Regions from separate parts of the Mus musculus genome. Here all the other regions are linked to region 3. A link is a contact called in public HiChIP or PLAC-seq and promoter capture Hi-C data. All regions are on one chromosome and are shown on one strand. The core of a region is the stretch at or near the end of the contact, and the rest is flanking DNA. Distances in the headings are between cores, read along the strand shown.

What was found. Promoter capture Hi-C pulls out the DNA fragments that hold promoters and counts their contacts. HiChIP or PLAC-seq counts read pairs in DNA pulled down with a chosen protein or histone mark. Capture Hi-C pulls out chosen DNA fragments and counts their contacts.
Region 1: an H3K4me3 HiChIP or PLAC-seq map of bone marrow-derived macrophages shows a contact between it and region 3, with 5 times the contacts expected there. The contact joins the enhancer-like site here to the promoter of Fktn in region 3. A contact is called at or near these places in 13 of 39 promoter capture datasets (the 3T3-L1 cell line, the C10 cell line, cranial neural crest and 8 more), 2 of 484 Hi-C or Micro-C datasets (the G1E-ER4 cell line and embryonic fibroblasts), 3 of 115 datasets of contacts at active chromatin or transcription factors (astrocytes, bone marrow-derived macrophages and stem cell-derived neural progenitor cells) and 1 of 9 other capture datasets (adipose tissue).
Region 2: a promoter capture Hi-C map of liver shows a contact between it and region 3, with 3 times the contacts expected there. The contact joins the promoter of Lexis1 here to the promoter of Fktn in region 3. A contact is called at or near these places in 3 of 39 promoter capture datasets (frontonasal cranial neural crest, hippocampal neurons and stem cell-derived epiblast-like cells), 2 of 484 Hi-C or Micro-C datasets (CD4 T cells and rod photoreceptor), 1 of 115 datasets of contacts at active chromatin or transcription factors (embryonic stem cells) and 3 of 9 other capture datasets (adipose tissue, embryonic stem cells and liver).
Region 4: a contact with region 3 is called in a promoter capture Hi-C map of hematopoietic stem and progenitor cells. The contact joins the promoter of Mexis here to the promoter of Fktn in region 3. A contact is called at or near these places in 14 of 39 promoter capture datasets (the 3T3-L1 cell line, the C10 cell line, cranial neural crest and 9 more) and 1 of 484 Hi-C or Micro-C datasets (pre-B cells).

Annotation. Positions count from the first base shown.
Region 1 is chr4:53,383,187-53,386,345 of GRCm38.p6, forward strand. The region is part of intron 2 of Gm12496 (a long non-coding RNA gene); the gene reads right to left. Among named protein-coding and RNA genes, the nearest start is that of Gm12496, 19 kb to the right of the region's middle. Within about 2 kb of position 1,660, at least 72 of the 459 cell types and tissues checked have an H3K27ac peak or open chromatin away from gene starts, as enhancers often do. A contact at or near this core is called in adipose tissue, bone marrow-derived macrophages, liver and 1 more, where this site is marked.
Region 2 is chr4:53,217,050-53,220,271 of GRCm38.p6, forward strand. It overlaps Lexis1 (a long non-coding RNA gene), which reads right to left and starts at 1,312. Exons shown (of 8, transcript XR_390567.4): 1 at 302-1,312.
Region 3 is chr4:53,712,152-53,715,536 of GRCm38.p6, forward strand. It overlaps Fktn (fukutin), which reads left to right and starts at 2,003. Exons shown (of 10, transcript NM_139309.5): 1 at 2,003-2,044.
Region 4 is chr4:53,268,867-53,272,019 of GRCm38.p6, forward strand. Mexis (macrophage expressed LXRa(NR1H3)-dependent amplifier of Abca1 transcription lncRNA) reads right to left here and starts at 1,366. Exons shown (of 2, transcript NR_033139.1): 1 at 1,213-1,366.

The sequences.
Region 1 (3,159 bases), core at 410-2,909, 330 kb before region 3:
ATGTTTGTCTGTGCACCGTGTGCATGTCGGGTACCCAGCAAAGCAGGTGTCAGATCCCCTGGGACTGGAGTTACGGAGAATTACGTGAGCCATCGTGCGATTACTGGGAACTGAACTCAGAATCTCTAGAAGAGCAGCCAGTGCTCATAAATGTTGAGTCATCTTTCCAGCCCCAGATATCTCATTATTTAAGGACTCAGAGTCAATTTTATCATCTGTGATTTTTTAATTTTAATTAAATGTTAATTTTTAATGTATCAGCTTGCTGGACCCAAAACATTTGAGCAAATGATATTCTGGCTGTTCCTGTGAGGGTGTTTTTGGGTGAGATGAACAATGAAATCAGTGAACTTTGAGTAAAACAGATTGCCCTCCATAATGTGAAGGTCAAGGGAAACAAACCCTCGTCTTTTAAAGCCAGCAGTCGACCTTCAGCTTTGAACTCCATGTCATACCAACACTCTGGGGTTTCCAGCCTGACACCTATCCTGTAGGATACACAGTGAGGTTTTGTCTCAATAAAAGAAGGGTCAGGGGGTTGTTCAATGAACTCTGGTATAGAGCAAACTAAGCCCTGAGCTGATCTCCAGCACAGCAGAGAGAGAGACATAGACAGAGAGAAGAAGAACAAAGGAAGGGAGCGAGGGAAGGAGGGAGGGAGGGAGGGAGGGAGGGAAGAAGGAAGGAAGGAAGGAAGGAAGGAAGGAAGGAAGGAAGGAAGGAAGGAAGGAAGGAAGAAAGGAAGCCATTTATAAATTGTAAGTTTGACTCAAATTCCAATTCTACAATCAGACAAACTATTTCCTGTTTCTTAGTCTCTGTCATGTGATAGGTAATATTGGGGTCTACCTCACAAGGTTGTCATGAGGAGGACATTCAAAAGTGCCTGGTCCCTCCTGCTTGACTTCTGAATGAATATTAAAAAACTGTCAAGTGAACATATGTTGTCCTGGTCCAGCATGAAACTGGATCAATAAACATAATCTCAATAATTCCCCCAAAATATAGCTCTTCAGGCCCTGCTAGTCTCTGAGGTGCTGGGCCTATGAAGTCAGAAGGCAGGGCTGTAAAGACGGAAGGCAGAGTTGTAAAGATGAAAGACAAGGCTGTAAAGACGCGGTTGAGCTTGCCTGGCTCACAGAAACCTTTAAGCCTTGTGTGGGGTACATGTGGGTCTATGCTCACCGCGGCAGGGGGGGGGACGGGGGGACTGGGGGGGTATTGAAGATAATTTTCTATGGAAACTGAAACAAGCTTTCTCTTCACCAGGACCTTCTCCAAGCTTCCAGGCTTCCAGGCTTCAGTCATGGGCCCTAGAGCTAACAGAGAGCTGGTTTCTGTACAATACTTCTGAGCTCCCAGCAAGCCTGGGTGAAAAATAAACTGGGCAGTGGAAGGTGCTGGTCTCCAATCAGCGATCTTCCCTGGTGGTCCCTGTTCCTTTTCCTGTCACTCATATGCCTTGCTGTGTGTGCTCATTTCTCCCTGTCACTAAGAGTTTTGGACGTAGGACTGTTGTGTTGAATGTTTGTTTACTTCCAAAGAAAAGAGACTCCTATACCAGGTTGGCATCAATATTTCCACAACTTCTACTTGCCCACATCTCAGAAAAGGTGGTTCACTCACAAGTACCTGTCTTATCAAAAGCAAACAGCAGAGGGCAGTATGGGTGCTCCTTTCTGGGACACAGTTCACTAGAGCCACAGTTGAGCGATGGGTTTTCTCTGGTTGCTTCAGAGAAATAAAGGAGGAAGACTCGCGAATGTGCCCATTTTCTGTTGTTGCACTGTATGCCTTGAAAAGACACCCCCTCCCCCCCATAGCTAATAGCTATGTAGGTCAGAAGTTCAGGGCTTGCACAATTGCATTCAGTGAGCATGCGTGGGTGTGGCTGCCTGGAAGGAGTGACCCAGGAAACTGTCATTCCACAGGGAACCGTAGGCATGGCTAGCCAACTCAACGGTGCCAGCTACTTCAGTCAAGAAAAACAAAAGGACGGGGTCCAAGTGCTACTGAAGACTGTAGGAGATCAGCTAAATTGGGGGTTTGCTGTGTTTACAAACTCTCCCCCAAGAGTTCCAGAAATGTGAGCTGAGAGAAAATTTTATTTGCTAGAGAACACAACTAAATGATAGCATGTGCCAGGTTCTGAGTTCAACACCCAACCCACTATGAGAAGAAAAAAAGGGGAAAGAGGAGGAAAGGAAGGGAAAGGGGAGGGAAGGGGAGGGAGGAGAAGGGAAGAAGGGAAGGAAGGAGAGAGAGAAGAGGAGGCAATTTAATTTTCTGTGACAAAATAGTATTGTCACACAGTGCGAAAGAGCGTTGGATTCATCAGTGTAGTTTTATTTCCTGATAATGATTAAGCAAAACAAAAACTTGTGACACTAGAATGTCTCTACTCTGTCCTGGACCCCTCAAGGCTACTCTTTCTTGTCCTGCCTAAGGTACTCTTGTAGGAAATGAACACCGTGGAACTTGAGAGCATCAAAGGCAGCCGCCCCTCCTCTGCCTTCAACTAAAGCAATCCACTTAAGCAAAACTGGACTTAGTGGCTCTATTCCAGTCTATTCCAGCATACAGCCTGAGACCCGTGCAGCCCATCTGCCTCTTCTTAGTCTCTAGCATGTTATATTTTGTTTTAAAGAGTAGAGGCAGCTGAAGGTAGGTCCGTGCTCCCTCATCATGGGGGACCTTTCTGACCACTTGTTTAAGGAGTCTGGAAGCCATACTCCTCTCCTGTCTGGTATTTAAGACTGTGGTTCTGAAGGTCCCAGTTGGGGAAGGAGTATGCTTACTGTATGCTTGGCTCCAGGATGTCAGAAGAATCCACGCATCTCTCCTGACTCATTGGGACCCAAGGTGCCAAGCAGCCACATGGAGAGCAGCTTGTAAATGGGTCCCTCGGAGAAAAGGAAGAGAGGATTCTCTTTCCACCCTTCTTGGTGACAGTCCCACTTACAGGACATGGCTGTTAATCTTCCATAGGAAGTAGATGCTAATTCGGGCAGAGAGTGAAGAAGATATTACAGTGAAAAAAAAATAACCTACTAGAAACTTTGTGGGGAAAGGCTTATTACTTTTGGGTAACTCTGAAACATTTCGTTGCCTGCTTGCTTCTGTGCCACCAGCTGGCTTCCCATGGACCATAAACCCTCC
Region 2 (3,222 bases), core at 62-2,561, 500 kb before region 3:
ACATACTTTGCCTCAATGTAATGTCCCGAAAAGTTGTCATCTTTCAAAAAAACCTAGCAGACCTCAAAATGTCCACTCACACAACACAGGCCTCACTTTGAAGGTAATTAATTCAGCTTAGCACTGTTCCCTGGAGGTCTTGTGGGACAGAGGGGCAACATGACACAACGGGCTGAAAATTGTAGAGTTGCTCACCTCCAATGCTAAAAAGCCCAGGGACCATCAGATGAACTACCAAGTTCTACTGTTAACGATGCTTAACCCAGAGATGTAAGGGCGCAGCATAGTCCTTTCACCTTACCTAGAGACAAAGCCCGGTCAAACAGGTATTCTGTTTGCACCTGTTGGGGAGCATTGTCCAACTTCAGAGACCACAGGTCGGTCGGTAGGTAGGGGCTTGAACTCCTGCAGGAAAGGGTATTTTTGAAAATCAGTTTCTCCTTGACCCTCCCAGATTTTTGGGATGCCAGGAAAGAGGGCACTTTCTAGAACAGAAGGACCACCACAGACTCCTATCGTCGAGGCTGGTGTGGATGAGAGCCTCAGACCTCTCCAGATGCCTATGAGTGTTTCCATTATGATGGTTCCTGAGGCCGAGGACATGCCCCTCCTAGCGCCCGCCCCGCCCGCGCGATGCCCGGCAGTAACCCCGAGGCGCACGGCAGCCTAGACGCCTTCAACTAGCGCGATTCCTCTGGTTGCAACCTAGTTGTTAGATCCGGCTCCTCCCGGGCAGAAACTGGAGTGTTGTTTGCACCCACGTAGCTTCTCGCTCGAATGTGCTCCTCTCTAGCTCCGGAGTCAGCCTTGCTCTTTTCCAGGGGCAGTGATCAGGGCGGGGTTGGGGGCGAGGAGATGGGCAGCCCCAAGCTGTGGGAGAGAGGGGAGCGGAAAGTCCAGAAATGGGGGAAGGGAAGGATGGGGCGCCTGGGGGTGTTAGCGGTAGGTGACAACTTTGGGAAGAGGTCCAGGTTACCCTCTCCGGCCTGGGACCGTGCCCACACAGAAATCAAAGCACGTCCGCAAGGCCCACAGCCTTTATTTCCGAGAGTAGCAGAAACCACCACCAAAAAAGAAAGAAAAAAGAAACAACGTTAGGGATGCTTAGCTGCAGCCGGCAGCCAGCTCTGCGCAGGCGCGCAGAGATCCAAGTCTGACCTGGAGTTACCCCGCTAGGCTGCCGCTGCAGAAGTAGGTGAAAGGTAACTAGCAGGCACCGCTGGGCCAAGGCCCAGGCAGGCCTGCTGCAGGACCTGTCCTGTGCCCTTCCAGACGCAGCAAGTTTCTTTAAGCAAGCACTTACTTCTGTGGATGATGCCTGAGCTAAAGTAATGTAAGGATGCCCGAATGGAGGAGATTTGGAGAACTTGGCAACTGGCACTCTGTAAACAAATGAGGACCTGGAATTGTGCAAGGGGTGGAGAAAAACAGTTATGGCATACTATTTAATATGGCTACTATGATGTGGAAAGCGTCACTTGCGTTTTTTAAATTTAGAGATCTGTTGAAGTAATGAGAAAGGAAACTGAGACCCAGGGAGTTCCAGAAACCTGCTCCAGAGTAAATAACAGGTAAATAGAGTGCGTTTTGGCAAGACCTCCGATAAGAAGTTACTCTATCCTTTCTGATGAAGGTACCTGCTACCCTTTGGGTTCTTCGTTCATTGAGGGCAGAAATACTGCTCACACTTGATAAATTTGCTGTTTATTGGAGTGAGCTCATAAAAGAACAGCTAGAGTTTTTTTCAACCCCAGGCGTCTCAAAGAGAAGCTGTCACTGTGTCTGGCAGGCTGAAGTGACTGCTTGTTTGTGACGTTCCCCAACACGAGGGCTTTTATATCCATTCAGCAGCCCTAACTGGCACCCAGTCTGGAATGTGTCCATCGCTGAAAACAGGTGGTAAGCACCGAAGGCGGAGAATGCCTTGCTTCCCCTGGAAATCCTGTACTGAGTCTGGCACAGTCTGCTCAAACTGCTGTGCCACAATACCAGTAAATTTCCCACTGATAAGCCAAGATCAAAGGACTGGCTGGCCCACAGACTGGCATCTCACCTTCTGCTCAGAGAGCAATGAGAGAGAAAAAGAGGAGAGGGAGCCGGGAGAGTATACGAACAGTGGCTTTTCTTGTAAGGTCAGAGCAGTTATAGACATCTGGGAGTCTCCCCATCTTTGGGCTTGGTGGAAGCCATTAGCATCCTTCCCATTACAGTTGCCTATGTAGCTAGAAGCATATCAGACAGGAGGGGAGGGCAGGGACCTGATCCCACTCTTATTACTTCTGTCTATCCCTTAATTCTGGGCTATTCCTCAGAATTGCAAAGAGCTGGAGAGAGCAGCAGGTGTCCTCCCTTCCTGAAGGAGCCTTGGAGACAGAGGAAAGGAAATAGAAGTGGGCCAGCCTCCTCCCACTCCCATCTCTTTCCAAGAATCTGCTCCCTTGAGTGTCTCAGGGAGTTGGAATGTCACCGCCTCATGGGCCCTCCACTGAGTTGCTGCTCAGGCTGATTAAAACAAAGGCTGCAATTGGGCTACCCTTGCCCGAAAGTAACCCTGTCTGCATGCCTTGCTGAGGTGACCAGGGGAGACGTGGAGGCTGTTGGATGCCTCTGTTGCCATTGGCAAGAAGATGGCTGCCTGGAACTTGAATCATTACCCTGTTGAGAGTCCCACATGCTGAGAGCTTTGAACATACTTGAACCCTGAGCTGGATGGTTATAATTGAATTCTCCTGTGACCCTCTCGAGTCTTGTGCAATAATTGATCGCTGGTTTTCGGAGGATAAAACTGAGGCTCTAAGAAAGTGATTCCCCACCTCCTACAACAAGTGAAAAGCCGAAACTCAGCGCCTCCCATGGCTCTGGGTCTTCAGATCCAACACTTGCTGGGGGTTAGTAGAGGTGGCTTGGAAAACCATCTGTAGATTTTCTCCTTTGTTATCACAGGAAATTTTAAATGAGAAGGTCCAGCAAGTGATGCCCTCCTTCCAGATGAATGACTTTCATCAGGGATGCACATAGAAGAGGGCAGAGAGTGAAGTTGGTTGCAGTGCCTGCAACTGTGCTTGGCACATAGTATGTGCTCATTAAAACATTTCCTAAGTGATTGACTAAAGGAGAGGAATAGATGGAAGTAGGAGTAGAGGCATTTCAGTCTGTCTGATATACCAATGTATCTGTTAGCGAAAGGTTTACTGGCCTTAGAACACCATTGGTAAATATACT
Region 3 (3,385 bases), core at 753-3,252:
TGCCATAGGATACCACAAACTTTACCAGGCCAGAATGTGTAGATACACACACCTGGATGATTCTTGAAAGGTGAATGTTTACTTCTGCTGGAAGCTTTTTTTATTCCTCCTTGTAGCTTTCTCAACAGCTTTAGATTTCGTTCACTAGATTAAAAGACTTTTTACGGTGAGTGAGTCTCCCAAATTGTCTCTCCAAACCTGCTTGAGAAGTACTACTTTCTAGTTACAGGACGGGATCTGATAGCAAGTTAAGGAAATAAGCATTCCCTTTGGCTCAGAGTTGGGGAGGTTAAAGTCTACCATGGGAGGGGGGACATGGCAGCAGGGGCAGGTGGCTGAGTCTACTCACATCTGGATGGACTGGACCAAGAAGCAGAGAGCATACTGAAAGGGGAGCTGGGCTGTAATCCTTAATGTCTGACCTCTCTAATGGCCCACTTCCTCCAGGGTGTCAGAATCCTACCCCTCCAAGGTTCTAAAACTGCCTGGAGACAAGGGATTCCAACAGAAGCGTCTGGGGAGCATTTCACATTCAACCCATCAACAAGGACCATCGATGTCAGCGTGCTTACCTGGTTATTGTCCAACTTCCGGTGTAAGCAGGGCTTTTACTTTGTAAGTTTATATTAAAAAGAATAAGGTTACTTGCAAGTAGAGGAAAATTTAGAAGTAAGTTTCAAAAAAAATTGCTGACAAGTTAAATCTAGGATAACCAAAAGGATTGTCAATTTTCTTTGAAGGGTGCTAAATCCCTTCCTCTAAATCCCAGTCCACTTTATAGAAACAGAAACTTGATAATGTAGATGGCACATTATGACTGTGCTTATATAGGGAAAACAGTGAGATCTAAACTTAAACTTAGCTCAAATCAGAAAACTGGCTAGAAAGCTGGCTAGTCCTCTGCCTCCTGCAAGGTTTATGCAGGATAATATTTACTATGCACTTGAAATCTATTCACTTCTAAAACCCGGGAAGTTTTTTTTTTTCCTCCTTATAATTTCCAGACATAGTTGAGCATAATAAGCATTCCTAATATCTTTTAAAATATCACCTCTTAGTACTCCAATAGGCATCAATTATATTGTGTGCATGTGTGCATGTGTGTGTGCGTGCGTGCATGTGCGTTTGCATGTGTTTAAAGACAAGAGCTCACTCTAGATCCTCTTGCCTTGGCCCCCCAAATACTTGAATTGTAGGCATGTCAGACAATAGAAATTTTTGATACAGCCACATTCCATCACAACTTTTTGAAAAATTCTGTTTTAAGACAAGCATGGCGATGCACACTTGTTATCTCAGCACTTGAGATGTGGAAGATGTGTAGGATCAGTTGAACACCATATTGGCTGAGTAGAATTTAAGGCCAGTCTGAGCTAAATGATATAGAACGGGGTGCGTAGGTAAATTATTTCATTTTTTTCTATACGCCGTTAGTAATTTTCGTAGAAAGAACGTAAAATTACAATAATTTCTTTAGTGCTTTTTAATTTTCAAAAATTCCTATCAAAATCCACATCTGCTCCTTGCCAATAACTCTTTAAATGGCTCTGCTAAAAGCAAAGATGCTAGGTGCCAGGCCCAGAAGCATCTATATTTCTTTCAAGCCCCAAACTGGAAGATCGCATCTTCTAGACCTGGATGTCAAGTAGGCACCTCAACTTCATGAGTACTTGCATCACTACATAGTGCTCTTCCCCATTCTGTCCCCAATAGCAGAATGTAGAGAGAGGAGAAGGGGGAGGAGGGAGGGAGGGAGGGAGGGAGGGAGAAAAAGAATCGTTATCCACCCTAGGTTTGCACTTTCTGCGCTCTGTCTGATGAGCCGTACACTACGGGGGACAGTTCTGTTTTTTCTCTAAACTCCAGGCAGCCTCAGGGCACTGCCGGAGGGACGGCTGATTGCAGATTTCTGATGGCCAAATAGGCCACACTAATAGGAGCGCTCGGAGAACAAAGCAACAGCCAGCGTACGCCGCTGCGCGCTTGACCGCTTCTTTGCGACAGTTGCCGTAAAGCGAGGCCTCCGCCGCAGCTCTAGAGTTAGGTAAGATGAGGGCACCGGGGCCGGGTAGCCGAGCCTGGGCGTGGGCGGGTTCCTTCAGGCACTGTCGCTGGTCTACTGGTATACCCTGAGTAGCGGTCGTCCACCTTTGGGGTACCCTCCCTACGGCGGCGGGGAGGAGTCCGAGGTCGGCCGCAGTCCGTGCACGAGCTTGCTGCCGCCGTCCCCGCTGTCCCGGCGACAGATCGTTCCCACACGCCCATGCTGTCCGTTGATCGTCCTGACCCGCGAGGGTTCGATTTTGGAGGTTCATGGAGACGCTTAAGAGGCCGGGCTGGGACAGTGACGCTTGAGCTGGTTGGCGAGAGCGGACGATGCGGGGAGACCGATCAGGTGTGAGGACCAATGCATGCCAAGGTGGCTCCGCCGGGGAGGAACTGATGCAGCCTGCTGCTGCTCTGAGTGCATCCGACGCCGTGGCATGAACTTACAGGGAAAGGAAGGGGGTTGGCAGGGCAGCCGCCCAGGGAGGGTTCCACCTGAGAAGGACTTTGATGCTGCGCCAAAGCCAAGTTCTGTGTACAGCAAGCAGCCTGCTGCAACTGCTTCGAAGAGAGGTGGTGGTTGGCTTACCAGTCGCTTTCCTCTCTTCTTAGACTCCTCAGTAGTCATTCTTAGTTCGTTTGAAGGAGTGCTCACTATGCTTAATAGTATGATGACGATGGTAATAATAATAAGTAACAATAATAATGATAAGGTGGGCGCGGTTAGCGATGCGAGATAACTGCATGTAGGAACGTTCCTGTCTTCCGTTTACATTATCAGTTGGGGAATATCGGGAAAGATTTGATAAAAATGGGGCCGGGTAGTTAAAAGCTTTAGATAAAAGTCGTCCAGAGAACTGAATTCAGATTTCATCACGATCGCCAATTTCTCAGGTAGTACAAGGCAAGCCGCTTTCTTGTATGTCTCAAGCTTTCTCGGCTATAAAGAATGATATTCCAGTCTTTCTAGTTTGAAGATTTCCATTAAGTAAAAGTCAGCCTGTGAGCCAACCATGGTAACACACACCTGTAATACCAGCACTTTGGAGGCCAAGACAAAAAAAAAAAAAAGCACTAGGAAACAGAGCTGCATAATGATCGACAGACCAGCCTTGGGTAAATGCTCTCAACCAAGCAGTTAGTCACTTGCCTCTTGAGGGAAAGGCTTTACTCACTGTCTTAGTTAGAGCTAATACTACAGTGGTGAAATACCATGACCAAAAGTGACTGGGGAAGAAAGGGTTTGGTTTGCTAAGTTTTAGATTACAGTTTATCATCCAAAGCACTGAGGGCAGCAACCTGGAGCAGGAGCTGATGCAGTGACCATGGAGGGATGCTG
Region 4 (3,153 bases), core at 116-2,615, 440 kb before region 3:
TTTTAATGATTCTTTGTGGGGTTGGGGTGCATTGATGACGATTCTTTAGCATCAGACACCACGGTCCCACTCACTTCCCTGTCCCTTCGTCTCTTCCCTCTGCCCTAGCAACTGTCCTACAAAGAAAGAAGGAAAGAAAGAAAAAACAACAACAAAAGAAGATAGAAAAAGAAAGAAAAAAGGAAGAAAGAGAGAAAGAAAAGAAAAAGAAATAAAAAAATAGAAAAATCTCATCAGGGAATCTATAGTGTGTCACATAGCATATGCTTTTGCCCACACATCTTTACCTGCAAATGTTCATTGCAATGAGTCATTGACAGTCTCGTTAGAGGCCTCTGGCTTTTGTTATTCTATCGATATTGGATCAATACTGGGACTCCTCTCAGATATCCTGTTGCTGCCCTGTGTCGTGGAGATCCTGCAGTTTTGGATCTGCCAGATCAATCCTTCATGAGTTCCAGCAGTTCATAGATGGGGTAGATGTTGGGGTCGGCCAACTCAAAGCCCTGGATCTGGGCCTGGGTGGTAGCTGAGTTGGTCAGCCCACCAGCTCTCCTGAACTCTCACCACCAGGACCAGCTCTCCAGCACTGACCCAGCTAGCTCACCCAATGCTGCAGCTGGCAAGGGCAGGGCCAGCTCACCTGCTTTCATGCCTTTGAGGCCAGCTCACCCACCCCCACACCACCCGGGCCAGCTCTACTGTGCTGCCCAGGCAAGGTATGGGGTTCACTCTACTGAGTGCTGCAGCTGACAAGGGCAGGGCCAGCTTGCCAGCTCTCACGCCCTTGGGGCCAGCTCAACCACTCTCCTGCCACCAGGGCCAGCTGTTCTGTGCTACCCAGGAGTGGTACAGGAACCGCTCTCCCAAGTGCTATAGCCTGTAAGGGATGGGGCCCTTATAGCTCTGCACAGCCCTTGGACATCAACATGGTCCCAGGGAGCAACCCAGACCAGGGATGTCTCCTTGGCCTTTGGTGGCAATATGAGCAGTGAATATCAACACAGACCCCACTGCTGCCAATGACCATGGATGCAGACGTGGCCGTCAGCGGCAGCACGGGCTGGGACTTCACCATGGCCCCAGGAGGCAGGGCAGGCTACTCACACCAGATTATTCCTCTCCACCCGTGAGTCTCCAGTTCCTCCTCTCTTCCATGTGTTCAAATGCATCCACTTCCCTTTCTCTCTCTCCCATCTCTCCACCACATACTTGCACATTGTAGTGGTTCCTGCTGCAGGCGGGCCATGTGGTGGGCAGGCCTCTGGGCGTCAGGGTTTCTCTTGAGAAGTTTTAAATGTACTCTCCTCCTCCTTCCCTCTCTCTTCTTCCTCCTGCTTTGTCTTCTTCAACTTCCTTTTCAGACATGGTTTCATATAACCCAGCCTGGCCTCAAGCCCAGTGTATAGTTAATGACCTCAACGCTATCTTTCTGCCTCCACTGCGCATGTGCTGGGAAGACACATCTGTACCGCCACACCCAGCTATGTACTTTTTTTCCCTTTAGTTTCTCAGTTTTGAGCTCAAGCCCCAATACAAAATGTCAACAGCACTCTCTCTCTTCTAAACTTTAGGATTCCAACAGAAGTGAAAGAAAACTATCAGTGAAGGCAGCCTTCTAAACGATCTGACACCCCCCCCCCACCCCATTCTTCACCATCTGAGACAGTCTGGAAAGCCGACCCTGGGGTCATTAGAGCAAGTGAACTGGCCCTGCACCTTGCTACCTGCAGCACTTGGGAAAGTGGGCCCCATATCTTGCCTGGGCAGCACAGTGGAGCTGGCCTTGGTGACGGGAGCACAGGTGAGTCGGCCGTGGGCACGAGTGCAGGCGAGCTGGCCCCGTGACTAGTCTGCCAGGAGGTGGCGTGGGTACGGGGTGATGACCTCCCTTGCCTCACCCCTCACCACCTGTGAGAGTTGAGAGAGCTGTCACTAAGGTCATGAGAGTGAAGAGCAGGCCCTGAACCTCTCCGGGCAGATCCAGTGGAGCTGGCCCTGAAGGCAAAGGCACGCATGAGCTGAGGGTGTGAGATTGGGAGAGCTTTCTCAGCCTCTCGGCTGCACACTTGGAAGAGTGGGCCCTGTAGCTTGACTGCACAGCACAGTGGAGCTGCCTCTCGAGTCCTGGGTGAGGGTGAGCTAGCCCGAGGGCATGAGAACAAGAAAGCTGACTCTGCCTCCTACCAATGACAACATTGTGTGAGGTCGGGAGCTCTGGGAAAAGGGGAGCCCACCCTGAGCAAGAGTGGGGTCAAACACACGGAAACCCCGGAAATCTTTTCCAAAAATCAGCAGGAGTAGGATCGCTCACCCTTGCCCCAGGCCTGCATGTGGCCCCGCACCCCCACCTTTGTCTCCCTCCCCGGAGGTCACATAACCCAGTAGCCAGGTTAAACTTCCTTCTCCCTATAATGTCGTGTTCGGCAGCCCCTGGAATTCCTGCCTCGATTGCCTTTCAGGATCCATCGGGTGGGCAGTGGGCAAGGAAGCAGAGCCAGAATGGCAACATTGTGTGGTCTAACTGGAGCCCTGCTGGAGACCTTGCCCGGGTGGTTCAAATAAGGGAAAGCTGATGGGCGGCTCAGCTCAGATGTCAACCAGACACAGATCCAGGCCTCTGACTTGGCCACACCAAAATCTATATCATCAGTAAATAGGGCAAGTGAAAGGGCCTGTCTTGCCAAAGCTGCATGGTCTCTATGGCACAGGGCTACAACTGGATAACTGGGAGGAGTCCCAGTAAGGATGCAATATTGATGGTGTCCCAGAAGCCAGAGTCCTCAAACCAGACCAATGACTCATTGCAAGGGATATTTGCAAGGGAAGATGTGTGGACAGAGGGGTATACTGTGGGACACACTGTGACATATGACAGCTTCCACAAGATGGGTTTTGTTTGGTTGGTTGTTTTTGTTTGTTTGTTTGTTTTATATTTTTATTAGATGTTTTCTTTATTTACATTTCAAATGCTATCCCTAAAGTTCCCTATACCCTCCCCCCCCCCCGCCCTGCTCCCCTACCCACCCACTCCCACTTCTTGGCCCTGGCGTTCCACTGTACTGGGGCATATAAAGTTTGCAATACAAGGGGCCTCTCTTCCCAATGATGGCCGACTAGGCCATCTTCTGCTACATATGCAGCTAGAGACAC